2 separate regions of the Drosophila melanogaster genome follow, and region 1 is linked to region 2. Evidence: chromatin contacts called from public Hi-C data. All regions are on one chromosome and are shown on one strand. The core of a region is the stretch at or near the end of the contact, and the rest is flanking DNA. Distances in the headings are between cores, read along the strand shown. Region 1 holds the start of chrb (charybde). Region 2 holds the start of CG7557.

Region 1 (6,178 bases), core at 2,980-5,479, 42 kb after region 2:
AGTCACTTGCATTTTCTGCATTGTCAATTAACTTGATTTCTTAGTTTCTTACAAACTTACAAACTCGAAGAAAATAATAACCATATTATAGTTGGCACTCCTTTAAGCTACCAATTTCTGCCAGTGCATCCTCTACATGGCATGTAAATTGCGTCAGTTTTTGCGGTGACTTGGAAGGGGCGACGTCACCAGCACACAGGGGACAAATGTACATAATCATGTCAGATGTCAGCCGAAACGAAACGAAATGAGTAACGAGTCCAGGAATCCACAAATGCAGAAATGCCAGCAGGCCCTTTGATTGCCTTAGAGCGCTGGCACAAATAAATGGGGACCATCACTTGATGGCAATTGCCCGCCTTGTTCTTTCTGCTCCTTTCGGAATATTTGTGGCGGGTTTTGACGGTTTCCGTTTTGGAGTCTTGGAGCACATCTTGTTCAATCAACTTTAAATTTGAATATTTCCATCCAAACACAAATTGACAGCCAAATGTGACACTCTGATTACGTCTTTCTCTGCTAAGAGCGATGTGCTGAAGAATTCGTTTTTTTATAAAGAGATTATTAATTTAAATTCAAATGATTCTGTTTTCTGATGAAAAATAAACTCTTTCTGCCGCAGCAGAGTTAACAAAGTTAAATGAAAGTTTTTGTTCCCCCTTTAAAATGGGACTGTTTCCCTTTAACGTGGCCCGGGTAAGGCAGATGAAAGTCAAATGAAATGGAGCCGAATCGCTGGCGTCTTATCAAACCGCACACGCGCCCATCTTGTTCATCAGGAGCAGGACCACATTTCCACTACCACTACCACCACCACTAGCGCCGTCATCATCATCTTGGTGATGCTGCAGGAAAAGAAACAGAAATCTACTACATCATAAACTAGAAAGATGCGGTGTGGGTGGAACGGAGATGGCGATGCCTGGTGCGGATGGGTGGTTTTCGAAATTATGTTGATAACCTCGCATGATCCTGACATTAGAGCTGCTCGGGTGCTCGGCGGCTGTCGACAACGAGCGACCTGGGATGGAATAGGGATGGGGCAAGATGAAATGGTCCGGGTTGCGAATCCGAATGCCAATGCGGATGGCAAGGGAGCTGGAGCTGCTGTGGATGCTGGTAGATGGAAATGGAGATGGAGATGTGCACGTACCGACTTAAGTATATTCAAGCATATGGAGGGAATCAAGTGAAAATCAATAAAACCCAAACACGTCTGCACAAATCACATGAAAATCGATGTTCATGGCAGTTACCGCTTCTCCGACTTTGCGCCAAAAACTACACTGTGGAAAATTGAAAATTGAAAAAAAAGGGAAATAATATAAACAACTGCTCAATTTAACAATCGCATAAATTGAGCTAAATTCCGAAAATCCATATCTTTCGGCTCTTTCCAGTTTTGTATTTCAACTTTTTTATGGCAAATTAGCTAATTAAATATTATTCAACTAATTAGGAGACCATTTTTTTTCTCTGTGCAGCGTTGGGCGAGCAAACTAAAAAGCCACTCTCCGGCAGCTTCAGTTTCCTGCTCCCCGGCGATGTATCGAAGAACTTAAAGGATTGCCGCCCGTGTTGTTGTAGCTACTTTATTGGGAAAACGTGCAACGCATTAGAAGAGCCGGCTCCACAATTTCCTCCTGCGCCACAAAGGCTCACTAAGTGGTCCATTCGACGAAGGCGATGGCGATGCCAATGGCCATGGCTAGATGGTTGAATGGTTGGATGGCATTGGGCGTTGGGTGTTGGGTTGCACGAAAAGGCGTTCATTTGTAGCCCATTTGGAATCCCAGCGAAACTTCTATGGTTCCGTTCGGAATTCGGAATTGGGAGTTTTGATCCTGCGAAGAAAGGATTGCCAGCCTAAGTGCCAACGGCAGCCGGGCTTTGGTTGAGGCTTTTAGCAAGCAATTCTTACGGCTCCCATTCCGCATCACATTTGTCCTTGCGAAGTGCATTTGTGTGTCTGCAAACGTGAACGGTTTTTCCAGTCGGCTTGCCACCTGTGGAAAAGTTTCAAATCATGAGAAAACATCGCAACTAAATGGATATGCCATGTGGGTTCTCGCAGCATTTATGGTTGAAAAGTTAGTGCTGCTAGCTATTTTGGGGTGAGAAATAATAATAATACAGCCCTTAAGTTATTACTTAACCCCACTTCACGAAGTCAAGAAGCATTAGGCTGGAATTTATTTTAAAACCCATTTCATCTCGTTAGTATATATTTAGAAAAAACCTTTTTTGAACTATACTGCAAGGTGATTGATTCTTTGTTACGAAACTACTTGCTGATTCCCCTCAGTTGATTTTGGTAAAATAAACTAGTGCTGTAATCCAATTTTGATTAACGAGCTAAATTCCCTTGGAGCAACTATAATAGTTGTATTTCCGTAATCATTTCCAGATACTTTTTACCAATTTTTCGTAAAGTGAACGTCTTTGAAATGCGGATGGGTCTATTAAGCTGACTTGAGTTCGGTGGGTGAGTTTGTTAGCCGCCGCCCTGAACATCTCATTTGGCTGATTCCCGACGGGACGTATTTAGGTTAAACTCGTGTGGAACTCACTCACATAAATCATGCATTTGATTAATTGTATGCCACTGACTTTTATCCTGTTCGACACTGCTGCAGCGTGGCAACAAAAATTTCAAAAGAAGATGAGGGAGCGCTGGTCTTTAAAACTTTTTGGCATGCACGCGAAAAAAAAATGCGAGCGAAGATTACTAAAAATTGTATAAAATATGTGATTTATATGATATGATTTTGTTTACTAAATTGATATCTATGCCAAATGGTGCGATTATTTTTGTTTAGTTTGGAAACATATTTTGTAGGCTGAATAGGCGAGTTCTTCGAAAAAATCCCCTCATTTTTTTGGAATATATTTTTCTCTTTTTTTTTCTCTGTACCCTGGTGCGGCAGTAGCCCCATGCTGGGCACTGTGCCACTCCCCCGCGCCCTCCGCCAGGCAATTGTGTTGTGTAAACATTTTTTCAGCATTAACTGACATGTGTAAATCCCCCCAACTTCACACAGAAAAAAAGCAGCAGCAGCAACTAGACAAGGGGAAATGCGGATGCTTTCTCCAAAGCTGATCCAATGGAGAGCGGAGGAGCACCCACAACGAGCCAGTGACAAATAGGAAAAGGGGAGTGGGTGGAGTGGGTGGAGTGCGGATAAGGGGGATATGGCATAAGGGATAAGTAGGGGTGCGGATGGGGTGTCCAGAAAGGGGGCGGGTGGTGTCAGCCGGACTGTCCAACGCCAGCGGCGCCATTTTTTATTTCTATTAAGATGAATTGTTAAAACAGTGACAGGCCCTGTGTCCTGTGTCGGCGAAGCATTTTCATCCATTTTCTTGTTCTCCCCTCCATTCCGTTACCAACAGAACTGGAGGCGGTACAATGGGTCTTGTCATCCGGTAAAGGCCAAATATACGAGCATCAACATATGTACTTATGTATGTATCTACTATATACATACATATGTACATATATGAATACCATCAGTCTGTGCAGTCGGCATATTCCCCAAAACACCATAAATTTTGTTACGAGATTCAAATGAAAAAGAAAGGAACAAACTAAAATGCCAAATTACAGAAAACCGCCTCCAGGTTTTTTCTCTCGCAATTTGCGATTTTCTTTACAGAACGCTATGCTAATATTTAGATATTTGGGTTCTTAAGCAGAAACCCAATGTTTTTTTTTTTATAATTTCGATTTCATATTCGTTCTCTTGATATTCTACCTTTTTAATTCTAACAATAAAAAACACATTTAAGATTAAGAAAATTTCATTTTAGGTTAAAAGAATAACTGAAATTATATTTTTCCATAAAAAAAAAACATTTTTTGTTAAAAATAGCTTCAAGATAACATACAAGTTATTAAACAACAAACTTTATATTACGTGCAAATGATATCCATAGATAGAAGCAAAGAGAATTAACAATTGGGATTATAGACTTTACCAATTATTTTTGAAAACAATGCACTCAAAGAGACCGACAGTTTTGCTCAACTCTCAAAACTAAAACACTCAAGAGAGCGAGCCGCTCAACTGCTCTTAAGTGTCTTTAAGAACAGCTGATCACCGGTTGCAAAAGAGTGCCAAGTCGCTCAAGAGAGAGTTCACGGCCAAGGAAAAGGAAAATGAAAAGCTGCGACGCCGGCAGCGCAGCCGGCGTGGAAAATTGGTATAAAAGCAGCAGCACGCGAGCCGGCCGGATAGTAGCTTTGGAAAACTGTTTGGAAAACTGCTCCGCTCCGCTCAGCTCAGCTCTCCAGCGTGTCCCGTTATCGAAGTTGTTGCCGTTGCCGCAGTTCCAGTTTTTCATCGTCCTCCTCTTCTTCTTCTGATTCAGCTATTTCCAAGCTCTCTCGCTCGCACCAACACAGAGACAGAAACAGAAACAGCTGAGCGAGCGCTGAGTGAAAATTTTGTAGTACGCTTCACACGAACTTCTGAAAAAAACCGCAGTCGAAACGCGGCCGCCAAACATAGCACATCGGCACATAAGGGGCAGAACGAGAAGAATTAGAGCCAGAAAATCGGAAAACCAGAAAAGAATACTTCTACAAACGAAACGCAGCCATCAGCACTTGAAACTCCGCCATATGTAGGAAAGCAAAGCAAAGATAAATACGAAATTAAAATCTCTGTCCAAACAACAAGAACGTCATGAATTAAATCAAAACCATGTGCTGTGCTTAAATTTAAAAAGGAAACCAGACAGAGCGAGACAAAAAGGGGAAGCGAAAGCCCAGAGGAAGAAAATAGCGAGAGAGAGCTGAACGGGGCGGCAATTTGCGTTGATTTTTTAGAATGTATTGAATTGAAATGTTTAACTAGAATAACAAATTTAGTTGTTGATACTTTTCCAATTGTTTGTTAAAACGCTGTCGCTGGAAAATCGAACTCTCCACCACATACACACACACAACAAAGTAAACACACAATAAAACACCTAACCACACGCGAAGTAAAATCAAATTCTTGTGATTAAAGTGCATTTCTATACGTACGTTAAACTACAACTATTCACACCCACGCAATATATTAAACGCATCGAAAGTCGGTCGAGATCAAACGCCTATAGCCTATATAATCGCATTCGCATTCGGTGGCAGCAGCAGGCGGCAGACTTTCATTATAAATCCAACAATCGGCTGAAAACACACAAAATAGCAGTTGCAACGGCGGCTCTATGAAGATGGAAGTGCTCTCAGTACAAAATCACATTCAGGGAAAATTCGGTGTTAATAAAATTAAAGGTAAGTTCACATAGCAAAATAATCTAGATTTTTAAATAGAACAAGATTTGAAGAGAAAAGCAAACTTGAACTTTTCTGATATTTGTCTTTCTTCTGGTTTTAATAAGAAAATATAACAAAAATCGTGGTTTTACAACTTTTTGTGTGAGCTAAAAAAGTTCGTTTCTAATGTTGATTTACTAAAGTTTTCAAGCAACGAGTTCAATGTTTAGCTACTTTTAGCTACATGCTGAAAATTTACAGGAAAATTTCTGAAGAATATAAAATTATTGCAATATTATAAACAGTGTGCTGTTTAAGTGTTTATTAACAGAATCCACATAAAGAAAAGTACCCAAATTGTTTAAAGAAAAAATTCAGTTTGTGTTTGCCCAAAAATTGCCAAATAAAAGAACGTTTTTGATTGAGAAATATAAATATGAAGTGCAGCACAACCGTAAAAACCCAAATGATTTAAATATGTACCTACATTTCGTTGTTATTCCGCCTGATTAATTTTAGAGCCCTGCCATACATTAAAACTAAATTTAAGGTCGCTGTTCACCTTGTGAACTTACAAATCTACTCGGGTCGTTTCTTGCAAGAATTCTCAATTAAGGCACATTTCGGATATTTTAATGTGCCACGAACATTTTTATATTTCATGTTTATGGCCCATTATTTTGTTCGCTCTTCTTTTTTGATTCAATTAATTTTATAGCGTACGGTAACATTTCATTTGATGTCTTTAGCAAATTTTCCAGGGATTATAAAATTCATTTATTCAAGTTTTGCCCAACCAATGGAAAATTTCTATACAGTTTTCTATGCATTTCAAAGTGCTTCGCGTGTTTTTGAGTGAGTTTTGATTTTAATCACTAGCACCGACTGATAAAATGAGTACAACATATTCTGCCC
Region 2 (6,133 bases), core at 277-2,776:
AGAATTCCATTTGAAAATAATAAATAAATATCTACATATACATCTTGCTGTTAACCAAAAGAAGTAATTTTAAAATATTTTTAAATTTTTTATTTATTATACAAGTAATTATTATACAAGTTGTTGGGAAGCTAAAATTTTTTTATTATTTTAAATTTGGCTAGAATGTTTAGATTTATAGCCATTAAAATTCGACATCACTGGGCGGCGGTAAAAGTCGGTTTCTAGAGCCAACTAACTCTTACCCTGCCCAAAAGCTTTCCCCCGTGTCACGTCATGTAGAGAGCATAATGGCACCCAAACTGCGATTGAGGGGCATCGAATGAGTGTGGGATTGGGGGGGGGGGGCTTGGAGTAATTACCGGTGAACCCAACCGAACCGCAGCACCAAGACAAAACTCCACAGCTCCACAGCTCCAAGTGATCTCCGCCTGACAGCTGACGCTCGTACCCAGAGCGTTGACTGATTTATGAAGACACTTTTGCAAGTCGCCCAACTTGATTTTCATAAACCGTTACGGCACTGAGTTTTTACATGTTTGTTGGAGTCGCTTCGCAATGCCACGACTAATGGAATACCCTTACATCCCATTGAGAATTCAATGGAGAGCTGCTTTGATCTTAGGAATATTTAAATATTGAGTATAGCGAATATATTTCTTTAGATAAGGAATATATTTAAAACAAAATGTATTTAGTACTTTAGATCGCATTAATATTTATTGAGTATTAATTTATAAATAATATTTATTAAATTAATATTTACATTTTCTTAAGATTTATATGCAATGAATTTAGAGAAGGGCATATGATAGTGACTATTGCATTTAACGGCTTCCTCAATTTTTGCCTATTGTCGACTTACGAATACTTACTGAGATGTGTCCCGTACATTTTGAGCCATGTTTGTTGCCAAGCACCAAAATAGCTGCCTGGCTTGGCTGGCTGATTGTCTGGCTGTCCACGGCTTTGTCTTGTCCCTGGTTGTCTTGTCTCTTCTCGACTTGGCTTGGATTGGTCTGGTGGGTCTAGTGAGTCTACTGGGTCTGCTTGGCTTACCTCGGCTCGGTTCAGTTCGGTTTGGGTTGGTTTGGTAACCACGATCGCTAGATCTTCCAGCTGCTTTCGAACGAACCATGATGATGGCCCAGTTGCCGTTTGTACTGTAGTTGGGGTCTGGGTGCGGGGTTAATCACCAGCGTAATGGTAATGATCGTCTTTGCTGCTCCAAATCAGCTGATTGCCAATGTCCGATAATGATGAGTAAGCGCTTTCAATCCGCTGAGTTCGCTTCCAAATCGCTTTTTACAATCTGTTATTGAGTCTGCAACTGATTGGTAGAAATTGTATGAAACAGTTGAAGATTAAAGATTTCTAACATTTAAACCATTAACAATAAGAATGAATACAGGTTTTTCCAAATGCCCAACAATTAAAAGATAAAAAAAAACTAACACAGTAAATTTAATGTTTTTCCTTTGGATTTTTCAATGGGTTCCTTGATTAAACAGTCAAAATTAGCCAACAAATCCAATACTATTAGATGTGTCAAACTAAATTCATATTGTTGCTCACACAAAAGACACAAAAAGCATTAAACAAATTCTGGAGCTGCAGTCAAAAGTAATTTTATAAAATTAACATAGTGCGTTTAGACGAATCAAATGCAACCGAAAACTGCAATGCCGCCTTCTAAGCTAAATTGCCAATGGAACCGCCGGCGGTATCTGCAACACCATGGAGGTGACTTTTCGGATGAGGAGGAGGATCCCAGGCTAAGGGGCATCCTGCGGAGAACCAGCTGCCAGCGTTACCGTGAACGATTGCGTTCGAACCGCCTATCACAGCTCCTCCATGGACTTTCCATCGTGGCGACGGTAACACTGGGGGTTGTCCTGATGTTCTTCCTTGGAATGAAGTTATCCACGGAGCAGATGGATTATCCCGCACCACGTGAGGAAGGCCTTTGGTTGGGTTTCCTCAGACTGCTTGGCTTGGAGCAGGAGGATTATCTCTCAGGAGACTTGTATGTGCATAATAAAGTAAGAACTTTGATACAGTTTACTTCAAATAAAATCATGTGCCTATAATTCTACCCACCTCAGGATACTTTCTGCAGTCCCGAGGCTCTGAACTTGGAACGGATCTTTCGATATATGGGCAGGGTGGTTCTGAATCAGGAGCAGGCACTGTCTCGCATGGAAAGGGCGCTGAGCGGTTCGGGGCGTTTCCGGTCGGTGGCTCTACTAGGACCTCCGGGCGTGGGAAAAACTCTGGCGACCGAAACACTACGTCGGTGTTTTCCCTGGCCAAGAAATGCTCACTCCTACTCCTGGAGCACACAAGTGTCGGATGAAGCGAGTAAATTCCGACTGATCCGGCAGTTTGCCGATGGACTTTCCGAATGCGGTGTGAATCTGCTGATCATCGACAATCTGACGACCTGTGATCACGGACTGGTGCCCATCTACAATCGATTGATATTGGAACGGGAGGGCGAACCGAAAGGGAATCAAAGGGTCCTGGTTGTCTACGTCTTTAATCTGGAAACAAATCTGTACTGGGAGCAGTTCGAATTGCTGCAGGAACTGCCGGCGGAGACGACCATCGTGAACTTTCGGTTCTTCAATGAGGATGATCTTCTGGATTGTCTGGCCAGTGAATTGAAAAGGGAGCGCCGTATTCTCACCAGCAAGAAGGAATCCTTTATCCTTCAGGAAGCTATGAAGACCGTTCACAGCTCAGGATGCAAGAGCCTGCGATTGCTGTTACTACAAAATGGAACAGATGCATAAAATTTATATCGTGTATGCACCTCATCTCTCACGCAGCGACATTAATACCTTTGTTTATATTTGCGTAGTATACTTATGCTGTTTCTGTTAACCTATAAAATATTTATAAACATATAGCATTGAAATAAATTAAAGTGATCTTAAACGTTTAATGAGTTGAATGCTTAAATATTAGTTTGCTCTTCATTTCAATGGTTTTTAATTTAAAGAACCCAATCAATATCAATTTGAAAATGCTTTACAAACGAGAATCTTTTCTGCAAGCCCGCCTGCAAATTTTGAAATATATGTCTCTCAGAAATGCAATGCAGATAATTATTTTAGCGTGAGACACACACGAGATGCATAAATAAAAGTACTGCACCCATTTATCAAAACAAAAACTGGGAGAAAAATGCAAAGCAAACAAGCACCAAATTGCATTGCTGTAAAGCATGTTTTGTGTTTGCTTTTTTGTAGAATTTTTAAACAATTTTTTTCTGTTTGGCGAGCAAAACTTCTAGGCCGTCGAACGATGTCGTTGCCTTCAAATTGCTAGTTTGAGTGCACTTCTCTACCGAATATAGTTGACTTTAGATGAAGAATAAATAATGTGCAACATAAAAAGATATAAAAACTTGGTATGCCATTATAGTAGAATATTATATTATACATATTATAGAAAATATAAGTAATTCAATAAGGCACATAAATACAATTTTAACTTTGGGCAAATAATAGTTATCTTTTGAAATAAAACATGTTGAAAAACTTATTTTTGTAAGATGTTCAGCTTAGGGAATTACCCAGTCGGTTATGCCTTACAATCAACTTCTGTTGCAATGCAAAACGCACACGTTTTCGGCGCAGTGCGTTTCGCCTTTGCATCCGAAAGATACTTTGATGCGAGTGCTAAAGTGTGAGTGCGGTAGCAAGAGCCAACAACCGCATCGAGGCCATGTTGCACTGCAACCAAAATAAATACAAATAGTGTACTTAAGTGAAATGCTGTACTTCCAGTTAATTATCTCGAAACTAGCATGTCTTGATTTAATTTCTATGGGAATAAAAGATATTTTAATTTTTCTAGAAAGTAGTCTTTATTCATATTTATACCTATATTAAAAGCTTTGGTAATTAAGTCACTTCTGCTGACTATCAATGTCTTTAAGTCACATATATTTTTCTCAGTGCAGTGCAACGTTAAACGAAACGCAGCCAGCGGCTTTTGTAGTTCATGAACGGCCAGCGAACTCGACGTTCAGCGTTATAATCAAATAAGATTCGACTGCTCAACAGTTCGTGGCAGTTCGACGGAGGAAAATTGCAGGTAAAGGGGTAGGAAAACCGGGAGGAGGTCTGTATCTGATATTTTGCTGTTTTTTCTTATTTTTTTTCTTTTTTTTTTTTTGCCTTAGACATTCGACTGGTCACGTAAGCAGCCAATTCATCGGAGCGGTTTTAGTTTTCGTTGCAGTTACATAATCCGCCGATTGATTTAGTTTTTGGCTAGGCGGAAAATACCACTTTTGGGGAAAAAACGAAGGACAATGTCAAAAAGCTATTTTCCCATCTATCAATTCAGAAAATGTCTCTCGTTAAATATTTATATAGCTATCTCTTAAATTTCTGTAACTGACTACCATCCATTGTCTGAAGTTTGCTAACAATAGTAGCGCTCATGGTTTCAGTTTCGAACAAATTTTAATTGGTGGCAAAAGTGAGTTTGCATAAATTGGTCAGTGTGGTCAGGGTAGATGAACCGAATGGCGAACACTGTACTGTTGATCGATTGTTCCACTAAAGTGCAACCCAATATGGCAGCCTTGGTTGCAACAAAACAAAAAAAAAAATACAAAGCTAGACATGCGAAAGCGCCCAAAGTGCTGCAAATGAATCGCAACTCAAATAAATTAAAGAAATGCAACAAGCCGACATTGTTAGCCTTCGACAGTGAGCTTCAGTTGGCTTCGATTGCAGTCGCGTTGCATGAGGAGACAAAATAAATTAAAGAAAAGCCGACGACGACGGAGACAGAGTCGTCGACTGAGATTGGGATTGGGCCTACAGTCAAGAAAATCAAGGCAAAACTAAATGATTTACTAGCTGAGCATGTTAATAGACAATATTGAACTCTGGTGATTCTAGGGTAGCCACATGTGCATTTAGTTATTACTTCCTTTTCTGCAGATTGAATTCGAATACTGTATGAATAGAATATTAACATACCACGTTCATAGCAACTTGTATTTTTTCTGAGTGTAGAATAGATACGCCGGCAAACAGGACTTCGATGGCGACAACGTGAAGCGCCAATCGCCAATTGCACAGCAAATACAACTGACCCGGCCAGTGGAGACCAGACCGGGCCAAAAAGCGGACAGGTAAGTGGGGTTTCTAGTCGATTGTGGATGGGCTGCAATCAGCAGGCGGCGAAGAAAAGTTCTCAACTGGGCTGGGAACAAAATCGGAGAAGGGAAAGCTGCCACTCTCTGCATCCGTATCCATGAGATACTCAGGCCATTTAGCCGCACAAAATGTTTCTAATCTGTGCCGCCGTTGACGCTGCCGATAAATACATCCCGTGCTGCTGCTGCCTGTTCGCATTCCCATTTGTGCACAGAAAATAAAAAAGATATGATTATTTGCATTTAAATTGAAAATACCCTAAAGCTGCCAAGCGAAAAAGAGCCGATTATGTGAAAGCCTTTGAATGTGCTGTACTGCATTGACTTAAGATAACTCATAATTTCTCACAGTGCACTCCCATTCCCAGTCCCATTTCAATTGCTATTCCCATTCTCATCACATCGCAGTACCGTCTTCGTCTCCGTTCGTGTTGGCTAGATTAAATTTCAATTAACACTGAAGATAGTCAGTCGTACGCGTACACGCACAAATGTGGCAACCAGCAGGCTGAGTATCAGTTTTTCAATTAGATTTCGCATTAATTAAACGAACACAGCCAGCAAGAAGATGCTCGTTCAGTTTGAGGCACAATTGCGATGGCAAAATGATGGTACGATGGCAACCAAGCAACTGGAATCTAAATTAGCAGCATGCTTTTTTATCAACGCTTTTCCCGGCCATCGAAAACAATAAACAATTATAACTTGCTTTCATTACATTGGTTTTTTTTTCTTAGTTAAATTATTCAAGCAAAGAGTGGCTAGCTTAAAAGCTATTTTACATACTTTGTGTTCTTAATTAAAGTAAAATCCTGAAATGCCTGGATTGTGTCTCAAGTTAAACCAAAGCTCGCATGCTACGTTTACTTCAACGTCATACGAGTTGACAACCCTGATGATTACATGTATTTGCTTACGGTCCCAGAGACACGCACATAAAGCATAAATTAT

Evidence for each region. Hi-C and Micro-C count contacts between places; a contact is called where the count stands out from the background.
Region 1: a Hi-C map of the Kc167 cell line shows a contact between it and region 2, with 2.4 times the contacts expected there. A contact is called at or near these places in 83 of 107 Hi-C or Micro-C datasets (the Clone 8 cell line, the D17-c3 cell line, the Kc167 cell line and 27 more) and 4 of 7 datasets of targeted methods (the Kc167 cell line and the S2 cell line).

What each region holds. Positions count from the first base shown.
Region 1 is chr3L:11,483,321-11,489,498 of dm6, forward strand. chrb (charybde) reads left to right here and starts at 4,230. Exons shown (of 4, transcript NM_140213.5): 1 at 4,230-5,281. The coding sequence starts at 5,215.
Region 2 is chr3L:11,443,635-11,449,767 of dm6, forward strand. CG7557 reads left to right here and starts at 1,527. Exons shown (of 3, transcript NM_168456.2): 1 at 1,527-1,877; 2 at 1,935-2,042; 3 at 2,106-2,945. The coding sequence starts at 1,665. The coding sequence ends at 2,795. lncRNA:CR44549 (long non-coding RNA:CR44549) reads right to left here and starts at 1,470. Exons shown (of 1, transcript NR_124892.1): 1 at 838-1,470.